Regions from separate parts of the Rattus norvegicus genome. Here region 2 is linked to region 1. The links are chromatin contacts, called in public Hi-C maps. All regions are on one chromosome and are shown on one strand. Each heading gives the region's core, a stretch centred on a gene start, on an enhancer-like site or on the middle of the called end of the contact. The rest is flanking DNA. Distances are from core to core; before and after follow the strand shown. Region 1 has its middle 100 kb from the start of Sfrp1. Region 2 holds the start of Sfrp1 (secreted frizzled-related protein 1).

Evidence for each region. A called contact is a pair of places that touch in the nucleus more often than the background predicts.
Region 2: a contact with region 1 is called in a Hi-C map of Schwann cells, with 4 times the contacts expected there. The contact joins the promoter of Sfrp1 here to the enhancer-like site in region 1. A contact is called at or near these places in 4 of 12 Hi-C or Micro-C datasets (Schwann cells, hepatocytes, kidney and 1 more).

What each region holds. Positions count from the first base shown.
Region 1 is chr16:75,211,533-75,217,592 of GRCr8, reverse strand. No RefSeq gene overlaps it. Among named protein-coding and RNA genes, the nearest start is that of Sfrp1, 100 kb to the left of the region's middle. Within about 2 kb of position 3,147, at least 9 of the 93 cell types and tissues checked have an H3K27ac peak or open chromatin away from gene starts, as enhancers often do. A contact at or near this core is called in Schwann cells, where this site is marked.
Region 2 is chr16:75,314,049-75,320,108 of GRCr8, reverse strand. Sfrp1 (secreted frizzled-related protein 1) reads left to right here and starts at 3,373. Exons shown (of 3, transcript NM_001276712.2): 1 at 3,373-4,191. The coding sequence starts at 3,648.

The sequences.
Region 1 (6,060 bases), core at 1,898-4,397:
ATGAGGTGCCAGGACACAGCTTTAGCCCCAAGAAACTGTCATCACCCCCAGGAGACATCTCTTTATGGCTGTTGCTCAAGAGCACATGTACCCAAGGCCACAGCAGAACCTACAATGCAGACAACTCAGAGATTCAAGGATGCAAAACTCCAGAGGGCACCTGCCGGTCACGCTTGGGCTCCGCTCTGAGCTGGTGACAGCAGCTTTGTGCCCTTGTCGGTTTCCCAACTTTCCTAACAATTCAGGGAGGATCGTGATAGTTTCAGGCCAAAGGAGCTTAAAAATCCAAGATATGATTTATTCAGAACAAAAGACGTAAGAATGACATTATCGAGAACTCTGCCCTGGTCCCCGTGTTCAGAGGCCAAGTCCACAAACAAAGGAAAACAAAAACCAAAAAGGAAAATGAAAACAAGATGAGCTACCGTGAGGCGACATGGTGGGTCCTGGATAGGCTACAGTGAGCTAACAGCCATTCAACTTGACTTCACCATCACCGCCTTCCTTCTTGTGTCATGGAGGCTCCAGAGAGTAAATACTTGCAGCAAGAGGCTGACAGCAGACATTTATTTCTTTTAACTCTGGAGGCTAAGAAGTCCAAGATCAGGATGTCATTGTACTCACTGTGCGGTAAGGACCTCCTTCCCATAGCTACTTCATCCTCACACATGTCTCCCGTGGTAGACCATGACAGTGAGCCTTCCAGAGACCATCTTATTTATTTTATTAAATATTCTTTGAGATTAGAATATAATTATATCATTTCCCTCTCCCCTTTCCTTCCTTCAAACATTCCATATACCCCTCTGGTTCTCTTTCGAATTCATGGCCTCTTTTTCTTTAATTGTTGTTACGTGTATGTGTGTGCATGTATGTATATACATACACGTATGTACACACACACACACACACACACACACACACACACACACACGATTTCCTGATTCTGCCAGCTAGGACAAAAATTCCTTATAGCTCACTGAATCCTGAGCTTCTAGATGCAAAGCTCACTTGATGAGTAAGTAAATCAATATGTTAGACATTAATTAATTAGCTGGGCATAGCAGTTCATGCCTGCAATCCAAGCACTTAAGAAGCTGGGCAGGAGGATTGCTATGAGTTTGAGGCTACACTCAACTACATAGTTTTTAGACCAGCCTGAGCTACGGAGTAAGACTTTGTCTCAGCAAACAACAACAACAACAGCAACAATAACAACAATTAAAATCAATGAAATAAAAAGTAGGGTTGGGGATTTAGCTCAGTGGTAGAGCGCTTGCCTAAAAGCTCAAGGCCCTGGGTTCAGTCCCCAGCTCCGGAAAAAAAAAAGAGTATCAGAAGATAAGTTCTGAAAGGATTTCCAACTCATTTCTCAAGTTTAAGTTCTTGGCCAACTTGAGCTTGTCTTCTTCACCTTCTATGTGCAGTCTCCCAATGGATCTATGTACGGATGGGAAGGTCTGTTCCTCTCCAATCTGGGGATACACCTAAATGGTAGCTCGACCTGCCTTCCCCATCCTGAATACCCCGTGTGGTTATCAGGGGGACAGATGCTCAGTGATTCCTGGCCACTGTACCTGTCCTAGGTGTCTCTCAGTGAGAGGTTTGAATTCAGAAGGACCTTACAAGTACAAATATGAAACTGTTTTGTTTTCTTCTTGGCCGTCTTCTCTCTGGTTAGAGATCTGGACCACCATTTTCTGAATTGTCAGTTTCCATAATTTATTGTCTATGACGGTCTCTGGTCTCTTGTGGCTGAACAGACTACCTGGCTGTCCCCATAGCATCTGAGCTTTATAAATAAAAGGCGAGGAGAAGAGCTCGATGATAGGTTACAAATCAGCAGCAGTGTTAAGATACGTGTCTTGAATGCCTTCAAAAGCCAACTCCCCCATTCTCCTGCTGTCTGAGATTAGGTCTCATATTACAGTTTGATAAAGCTATTTCTCTGTTTCCTGTCCTGGTTCTCCAATCACCCCATAAAAGGACCGGCCTGGAGAATCCAACAGGGTCACTCTATGGAGCAGAGACTTAGAGCAAATCTCAGAGACAAGGCTCTGAGCTGGATTAAATGCCAAATGTGGCTTCATTTCCAGGAACTTGGGAGGCCCTTGATAAATCCAAGCCTCTCCCCTTGACTGACCTGGCTGGAACTTTTGACACACAGATTACAAAATGGGCGTAATTACTTGGAGATATTAATGGGTTCTGTCATGTAAAATATTTGTAACAAAGCTTTTCCTTGAATTCCAAGCTGAGAGTTTTGACTCCTGGAGCCAAAGAATCCTTTGTTCTGAGGATTACATCACGGAACTATTTTTAGAGGCCAAGTCTGCTTTGCCAGGGGCCTGGGGTTACTGCCTTTCCCTGTCTGCCTTCCAACTCTACATTTTTTTTTGTGCCCCTTGTCCATTTCTCTTCTTCCCAGAGTTAATTAGATGGATGGTATGACCAAAGAGAAATGAAGGCCACCTGGGGTATAGGTGCCACCTCTGGGTGGCTCCAGAGGGGGAGCACAGGTACTATATATATATCATAAGACCATAACCCAGTAGAGAATGTTTTACGGTGTCTAAGTCCAGGAGTCTGGAAAGATGAAGGAGTCTCCCTTCCTCCTCTGTGCCCCGCTGAGAGAAGATGTACTTAGTTCAGCAATTAAGAACAACAGCCAGCCACGGAGGGTCTCTCTCTCTGCAAGATGGCTTTCTACGGCAGCAAGATCTGGTTTAGAAACAACAGGCCGATGAACAGAGGAACGACTTTCCTCAGCCAGGTGTGAGCAGCTCTAGCTTGGTCCTGTCCACTTTACCATCTTCATTCAATGTGGGCCTCTATCCACCAAGTCAGGACGCTGAGAAAGCTGAGGACCAGAGAGCCTAAGTCACTGTCCCTAGTGGTTGGAGCAGCTAGCCGACTCTTCTGGCTTTGAATGTCATGTTCTTTCCAGTCAGCCCAGCAGGGTTCCCTAGCTAGACAAGAGGAATTTTAGGAAATGCACATCTAAAGGTCTCAGCTTTGGCCTGGCTTGACCTACCTTGGGGACCAGCACAGTTGAGCCATATCCTTCAGCAGCAGCTGGGGACATCTTCCCTCTTACTAGACAGTGGTTACTGTTGCTATGTTCTCCCTCAAGTTCTAGAGGACAGTGCTTCTGTGGTGACTCAAAGCCCAGGGGCACACAGAATTACCAGTTCAGGGGCACAGTGCACTTCTGTGTGAATTAGCCAATGACATTTCCTTCAGGCAAAACCGTGCCACAGCAAGTCACACAACTTGAGGGAGAAGACCACAAAGGAATGTAGCAAGAACCCCATCATTTTGTGAGGAGTCAGAGAAGTTACCCATGGTGGGGATGAGGAGGGGGTTCTTCCACATAACCAGCCTGAATGGATAATCTGTTCTCTAAACTTTCCCAGATTATGGAAAGTATCCACCACCTTCTTTCACAGGTAGTAGGGCTTTTCACAAGAGAGCTAGGCTTTCCTGAGGAAGAAACAAGAGAGAGGAGCTCAATGCTCCAAAACAGAGGGCTTTTTATTGCTGTAAGTAGATCCCGAAGTAATGAAGGGATGCCCGGAGCCTGGTTCGTTGGGTGTCGGACCTGCATTTGATCTGTGCACTGGGATGGTAGTGAGGAGTTAGGGGGAGTGTGGACGGGCTGTCCACTGGAAACAACTCCTTCCTCTGGCTTAGAGGATGCCTGAGGCAGCAGAGCCTCCACATTTAGTGTCAGGGAGTTGAGCAGAAGGAGTTGAAGATAGGAGGCCCTTCTCTAAACTTTCTTATTGTGTAAATTCCAGCACACTGTTTTACAACTCTGAGGAGCAGAAACTGACAGGGGCTGAGCCAGACTTAAGCACATTAGGAAAAGAAAGAGATGGCTGGCTTTCTGGGCCAAGGATTCGTGAAATACATCTATACTGCTTATAAGTTCCAGGAAGGGTTTCAAGTTCACATTTATTCATCCCATTAACACTCTCCCAACCCCCTCACCTCCCACTGGCCTTCATGACCCAGATCCCTATGTAGGATAGCTTCTTACCTCATCCGTGCTTCCTAAAACAGTATGAGACTATCCTCTTGAAAGAAACTTTTACTACAACCAGTTAAAAGAATTTAATCTGATTTTACTCATAAAATGCTTATAGTGGATGCAAGAGAACTGACTGAAGGGGGTTTTTGTTGTGTTCTGTTTTTGTTGTTGTTGTTGTTGTTGTTGTTGTTGTTTTTCTTTGTTTTGTTTTTGTTTTACGTCCATCTTGACTCCTGGGAATGCTGGTAATCCCTAACTACCCAGGACAGTCTGGGGCAAGTGTTTGTGCAGTTTTGAGGAATGCTAGGATACCTAGAGATCTCCACTTGGTGGACTCTTGAGACTTGGAGTAGTCAGTGTGGGGTGACAACTTCTCTGAGAAAGGCATATGTTTTTCTTACCTCCCCATTCCCTATCCCCTGTGTCTCTGAGCAAGCTTCCTGGGCCCCATAGTTATGCATCTCAGCTAAGGAAGGAGAGAGAGTTCAACAGGAGGCTGAAATGTGGCTTTGATTCTCGTCTGACCTTGGAGGCCATCTTAAATGGATGACATTGTAAGGGAGGAGATTATTCTCCCCACAGAGGTCAAGGCTGCATTTGATCTGAGTTATTACTGTCCTGACCCTGTCCTTCCCCTGAGAAACCTGGAACTGATTCTGTGGGTGGTTTTAAAAATCCAAAGTAGTAAGAAATGTCTCCAGTTCTGAGTTCTCATGTGGATTATTTCCAGCATGTGCTACGGGTCTGAACAAAACTTAAACCAGGGTAGCAGCCTGCTTTATTCAACCATAGTTTAGACTTATTTTGAGCTTGTGATGCAAAACAAAACAAAACAAAACACGACAAAAAGACCCTACAAGGGTCTCCTCTAGCCTCTTGTGCTTTAATAACAGTTCTCCTTTTCTTGTATTGTGTGGAAATAGTCTGGAGCAAACCTTTCAGGGTGAAGATGGGCATTTCGTTTGCCTCTGTGAAGTTGGGCGAGGCTTCTTGGACCTCCTTGGTCCCTTGTCCATAAAAGCAGCACTCCCAAGCTGTGCACAGAGGCTGTGACTCCTGGCCTTGGTGCTGTAGGGCTGGCTGTGTTCTCCGAGATAGTCTGAAAGCTGGTGTCTGCTCAGTAGGTCCTCCTCTCCTCCATGTGCTTTCCGGAGCCTGCAGCTTTCTCATCCAGCCTGGGTGATGGAACCTGTTTGTCGTCCCACACCCAGAGGATTCTGTTAAGGACCCTCATTGGGCTTCCTTGACACTTAGTCAGCTGGGTACATTCATTCTTTGCCACTATCATTTGTGGGTTCCAGAAATTTCCTAGCCATGGCCCCAGGATCTTTGGCTCTGGCCAGAACTCTGCTCCTCCCTCCCCCCCCTTTTTTTTGTAAAGTTTACTTCTTGGCTATCTCCCTCTCAACCCCCGCTCTGCACATTTTGTTCTCTCTTTTCTTTCATCCGGGCAGATTTCCTCTCCTCTGGACAGGGAGTGTCCTCAAGAACAACAGAATCCCAGAAAAAAAAAATGAAGCCTCAGTGGCTTAAGGGTCAAGGGAAGCATAAGGCAGAACCACTGTCTGTCTGGAGAATTATTGGTGCTGAGCTTGCAGGGCTTGCCAAGTGAGGCAGGCCAGTGCTGAACATTTGCAGAGCTCCAAGATTAGCGAAGAGAAACACCTGGCAAAAGCTGGGGACAGTCGAGCTCAGCAGAGTGAAGTATTGAAGGGATGAGCGATTACGCTCTGGATACAGAGGAAGCAATGGGGCAATCGTTATTCTAGCCAACACCAGACACGGTTCAGGTTGGTTTGCCTTCATTGCTTTTGGGTTTGCAAGGGCAAGGCTTGGCCTTGATTCTGTCCACCAGGCTAAGCTCTCCGTGATACAAAAATCTTGGGAGAGAATAAGAAAGACGCGTTGGGCATTGCAAGCCAAATATCAGGGTCACTAGAAAAGAAGAACCTACCTAGAAGATTCTACACCACATGGCAGACAGCTGCACTGAATGGAGTACAAGCTTATGTGGCTTACTCCGAGAG
Region 2 (6,060 bases), core at 2,124-4,623, 100 kb before region 1:
CTCTCCATCATGGCCCTTTCATAGGTTCACAGAACCAGGCCGGACTCTAAGGTTTTAAGATTATTTCCAGACTTTCTTATACCCAATGAGGGACAAGTCAATTGGTAAAGGAGTCAGGAGATTCAAAGTTACTCATTTGAAAGTGGACTAGAGAAGTCTGTCTCAGGACACAGTCCCATGTTTCATGATGTCTCACGCTAAGTACTATGTTGAGGCATTCCTACGTGACTGGAAGTGTACCTGGACCCCGACAATTCAATAAGGTTTTTTTTCTTCTTCTTCTTTTTTTTTTTTTTTTTTTTTTTTTTTTTTTTGTGGTGGGCAGGGTTTCACTGTATCGTCCTGGCTGGCCTCAGCTTACAGAGATCTGTCTGTCTTTGCCTTCTGAGTGCTGGCACCACTAGGCCAGGCCGAGTGTTCACATAGATGCTCTATAAACAGCAGAGCAGGTCACAAGCAGCAGAAGAAGCACGTGTAGCTCTGCATGGCAAACAGGCTCTATCCAGAAATGCAGAGTGTACTTCCAGGGATCTGGAAGCATGTTGCGGGCATGACTGAGGCCAGACAGGGGGCTTCCCAACTCTGAGGCTCATACCACCCTTTCTGTCTCATGTTAGAGCCACCACTACCTGGCTGTGGGCAGGAGCCCTCTGTCTTCAGCAGCTCTGCCAACCAGTGATCTGATCTCACTCCTGGAGAGAACGAAAGTTACTGGTGAAGCCGTAAGGGAACAGAAGAGGAGCCACGGCCTAGGGAGCTTCCTCCTCTCTCAGTTTTAAGTTCTCTGTGTGGAAAGAGGCTACCAGCAAGGCACTGGGAGGCTTCTCTGTGACCTCGATCTCCTGTCAACTTGGAGACTAGTGGATGTCCCCATAAGCTGATGTGAAGCAACAGAAAAGCTCTTTCCAATTTTCATGTACAGGCACCTCGCCGTGCGAGAAACCCAGAGCTTTCCCAAGGTGAGAAAGGAAAGGCAGGGGACAGAGCTCCATTTTATCCCTGCTCGCTTAAACTAGTAGGACAGCGAGAGGCCATGGCCTTCTTCTGGTTCTCAGTTCTCAAACTCAGAAACCAAGGTTCTGGGAGCGGTGCTAGGACAATAGCATTTTAAGCGTCCTTTGTTCTCGAATCTTCTCTTGTGTATGCACTATCAGAGGAAGGGAGATTAGATTTTCAAGTGTGAGATGGGCTGATGTGAAAACTGGGGAGTAGTCGCCGACTGCCTTGGCTGACGCTGTCCTGGAGTGTGTCCTATAGGGACGTTTTTCAACTCAGGGACATCTATTAGTGGGATCAACGCTCAGAGGTTTCCCTTCCCTGCTTATCCATCCTTCGAAGGATTCAGAAATATCCAACTACTGACACTGCCTATCCAACTAGATAGCTGTGCCCGTGGCTTAGCCCCAGAGGGCAAAGCAGAGTGGTGAACACAAGTGGGACATCTAAGTTAACAAGATGTAGTCTAGTTCTTCTTGTGAATGGCTGTATGACAACCTCTAAAGTCACCAGAGGTGGGGGGGTCACCTGCACCTGTCCCCAGCATTGTAGCAGAGGGTAGACCCAAATCCTTCTGCTCTTTGGGAGAATTGTACACAGGTGGGTGAGGGGCGGGTGGGTTAAACCTTGAGGCTGGGTTAAAGCAGAGGGCAAAGGTTGTTTGTCTACCAACACTCACCTTTCCGATGAATAAGCCAGACAGACATTTGAGCCCGGAAAGAGGATCTGGTCTGGGGAGAGAACAAGGACCCTCTGGCAGGCAAGCAGTTTCAGCCCTGACTTGAGACCCAGTTGCCTGGTCTCCTGCCCTCTATGCTCCCTGAAGAATGTGGTTCCTTAGCTTCCCAGGGAGGAGAGCACTGCAGACTGTTTTCTGGATTAACCCCTGGCCATCCACAGCCTTGCTCTGCATGACTTTATCCAAACCTGCTTGTTTGGCTCTGGGCGTCTTTCATTGGGCTAGGAAGTCCATGTTGGCCACCTGCTGCAGCTGCTTTCCTGCAGTGGAGTCCCAACATCAGTGTGTACGATCCTTTAAGAAGACATCCCTACCTCTTTGCACTCTCTGGAGCTTTAACTTGGAACGGAGAAATTGCATCTACAGAGTTGAAAGCAAGGGTCCCCAGGGCTTTAAAAACAAGCTGTCTGGGCCAGCAGCATCGTCCCACTGGGTTGGGCCTTGCAACTCGGAGTGGCAGCCCATTTGCCACCCAGTATGGCAGCACAGTGCATCCTCCGTTACCCCTCCACCCACCCTGAAGGACACAGAATGTATGAAGATCCAGAGAACTTCACGGACTGCTTGTGCGGTCTCTATTCTTGATCCCACCCCTAGCTCTCTGATTTTAAGGGGAGTATTTGGAACAGTCAAGCAATTCCCAGGAAGTGAGTAGTGTGTGTGTGTGTGTGTGTGTGTGTGTGTGTGTGTGTGTGTGTGTGTGGCGGGGAGCTAGAGGAAGACTCAGCTATTCTTGCTTGCCTTGCTTCTGCCTCATGGGGGGGGGGGCGGCGACACACCTTTGGTTTTGACCTCTGAATTAGCATGTGTATCTGACTGATAGAGTTGGTGTCCACCCAGTCATGCTGGTATTTTTAGTGCTTTGGCTTTCTAATCCACAAACATGTCGGGCTGTGTGTATGTTTGCGAACAGAGGTGTTGTCTGCAGAGCTGGGACTCGGATAGGGTCTTTAAAACATCGTTTAAAAATATAAAGTGTCCTCGGGAGCTAACACCTACGTGACCAGTGTTTTCCTCCGCAGCGAGCCCCTTTCCCGTTCTGCCTTCGGTCACCTGGAAAGATGTTGCATTTTTGAACCCAGCCAGAAACACCACCTTCTCTTAGTCTTTGCAAAAGCCCAGACTCGTGGGGGAATTTAAAAAGAGCTTCCGAAGTTCAGTTCGCCCATCCGAGCAGCTGGGAAGCAGCCTGCCTCTGACTTAAGATTAAAACCGTGGAGCGAAGGGCTGCTGGTCTGTTGCGTTGTTCCTTGGAACTAGGAAAGCGAGTAGAAAAGTCTTCACAACTGCATCGATTTGCAAGTCTTATGAAGAGTCTTTTTTTTTTTCTTCTTTAAACAAACCGACTCGCTTTAATTACAGCGTCCAACACCGTCTCCACCCACCCCACACTTCTAACTACTCTCTTCCCTTTGTATTTGCCTCCTTCGAAGTACTTGCTTAGTTTTGGGTTTTGCTTTTTTAAGGGGTGTTGACCTGGGTCTAGTTCTAGTAAACCGATCCCTCTGGCCGGCGCGGCGATTGGTTAACTGAGCGGCTGACTGACGCGGTGTGGAGAGCGGCTCCCGGCAGCGCGGAGCTGATTGGCTGCGCGCGGGAGATCCAGGGCTCGGCCACCCGCACACCGCGCACTCGAGCTGCAGCGCCGCAAGTAGGTGCAGCAGCCCGCAGCTCGCCGCGCCTCTGCGAGCCGGGACGGCACTCGGCCCCGCGCGCTCCCCGCCTCGCGCCAGCCCCGCCGCCGGGACCTGCGGCAGCCGAAGACCCCATCGATCAGAGACTCGGGGAGCAGCGCGCGGCCCCGAGCCGGACGGGGCCGGGCACTGCGCCTTTGTCCCCGGAGGCTCCGGGAAGTTTGCAGCGGGACGCGCGCGTGAAAGCAGCGTGGGCAGCCCCGACGTCGCCGAGCAGCATGGGCGTCGGGCGCAACGCGCGGGGTCGCGGCGGGGCCGCCTCCGGCGTGCTGCTGGCGTTGGCCGCCGCGCTGCTGGCCGCGGGTTCGGCCAGCGAGTACGACTACGTGAGCTTCCAGTCGGATATCGGCTCCTATCAGAGCGGGCGCTTCTACACCAAGCCCCCGCAGTGCGTGGACATCCCGGTGGACCTGCGGCTGTGCCACAACGTGGGCTACAAGAAGATGGTGCTGCCCAACCTGCTGGAGCACGAGACCATGGCAGAGGTGAAGCAGCAGGCCAGCAGCTGGGTGCCGCTGCTCAACAAGAACTGCCACATGGGCACCCAGGTCTTCCTCTGCTCGCTCTTCGCGCCCGTCTGTCTGGACCGGCCTATCTACCCGTGTCGCTGGCTCTGCGAGGCTGTTCGCGACTCGTGCGAGCCGGTCATGCAGTTCTTCGGCTTCTACTGGCCCGAGATGCTCAAATGTGACAAGTTCCCCGAGGGCGACGTCTGCATCGCCATGACCCCGCCCAATGCCACCGAAGCCTCGAAGCCCCAAGGTAAGGGTATGCCTTCCCACGCCCGTGAATCCCCGCGCCTAACCGCACTGGCCCCGGGCTGTAGAGGGGAAAGACCGGGCGCCGCGCACCGCAATCCGCAAGGTGTGCAGACCGGATCCCGAAAGCTTCTGGGAGGCCCAGACGCCGCTTGGCGCTTCTCCCGCCCCAGGTACTCCGTGATTCCTGGGGAGCCCCGGCCCGGGAAAGACGTGGAGCTGCCCTTCTTAAGCTCCAGTCTGGCGTTTTCCGTACCTGAAACAAAGCAAAGCCTAGGTTTTGAATAAAAGGAGGACGTCCATCTCTTCAGGGAGAGCGCGGCGTCCTCATCCAAAGCTGTTAACATCCGAGACAGACACAGTTCCCTTGGAAAACTACTCACTCAAACTACAAAAAACAAACAAACAAAAACAAAACAATCCCCAAACCTCAGACCGAGGGATTTATTTTCATGAGTTGGTAAACTTTTTTTTCCCTAAAAACAAAACAATCAACAAGAAGTCTCTCTGCTTAGCTTATCTTCCAGTCGTGTTGCAGAACTGGCTGAGGAAAGTCGTTTTAGAAAGCGCAACTTCTGTTTCTTCGCCTCCAAATTCAGGCAGCAACCTTGAGTTTAGCAAACCTCGGGGGGTTGCAAAAACCTCTCGTGCACCAGCCTTGCATACCCCCTGCCTCTCTCCTTCACACAAATCCTTAGGTAATTAGAAAGATAAAAATGTAATTAGCTCATTGTTTATCTCTTCCTGGGGGGGGGGGCGGTGAGGACCTGTAAATCGGGCGCTGCAAATACTGAACCCCGGGGGACCAGAATTTCTCTTGGGAAGCCCGTATTTAAAGGGAAATTTTTGCGTGAAAAGGAAAAAGAAAATCTGAAGACTCAAAACAAAACCAGAAACACACACAGAACCCATAGCTGCACACAGTATCCTGGTGGTATGAACCCTTACTGGGTTCATTCCTGTGGGGCGAGCCTCAGGAGTATGTAGCAGATGTTCTCGTACAGTGGTCCTTGTCTCAGAAGCTGGCACTGCCCCCCGCCCCCCGGCCGTTTCTGCAGAGGAGACTTGAGCTTATTTTGAAGTGTTGAGTGTCTTGGCTTTCTGAAGCAGGGTGTACAGCCCAGGCTGGTCTTGAACACAAATTCCTCCTGTTTTACTCTCCTCAGTTCTAGAATTACAGGCATGCACTCACTGCCAAGTGCCTCTTGTTGGTGCCTCATTTAGCTGCCTCAGAGTGAGGACTTGGGGTAGACATGAGGAAAGTTTGAAGGCTCCTATTCATTCTAGGGAGGAAGGTAGGTCCAAAGTGATTGCCCTTGTCTGGCGTGGGCCCCAGTCTGTAAGGTAAATGGTAGCCCTGGGCACCCCTGTCCTCAGGGCTGGTATGTGTAGCCATTTGAGGTGGCTCACTGGGGGTCGAGCATTTCCCTAGACCAGAGCCCTGTTCCTTCTATCCCCATAGAGCTCCCCCACACCCCAGCACCCTACAGACCACAGTTTCCTTTCTAGCGCCTGCCTGCCAGGAGAGCCTGAGGTCAACTTTGCTTGAATTCTGTCCATTCCCCATGGCCACTGATTGATTGCCCTTGCTGGGGCTGCTGGTGGGTTTAAAGTGGAAGCCTGTGAGAAACAGCTTTCTGTAAAGGGTCTGATGTGTAAAGGGCAAGAAGAGAGGACCAGACGGGGGTGGTGCTGTTTCTGAGTCCAGTCAAACATGTACCCCTCCAAGAGACAGGCAGGGCAAGGGCACACTCGCCCTTACCCACTTATGGATGGGTAACTCTCATGGTTCCATGTCTCTGGTTCCTCCTTGCAGATGGAGGAATTCTTCGCTGAATCAAGGTGTGTGTGTGCGCGCGTGTGCTCGTGTGTG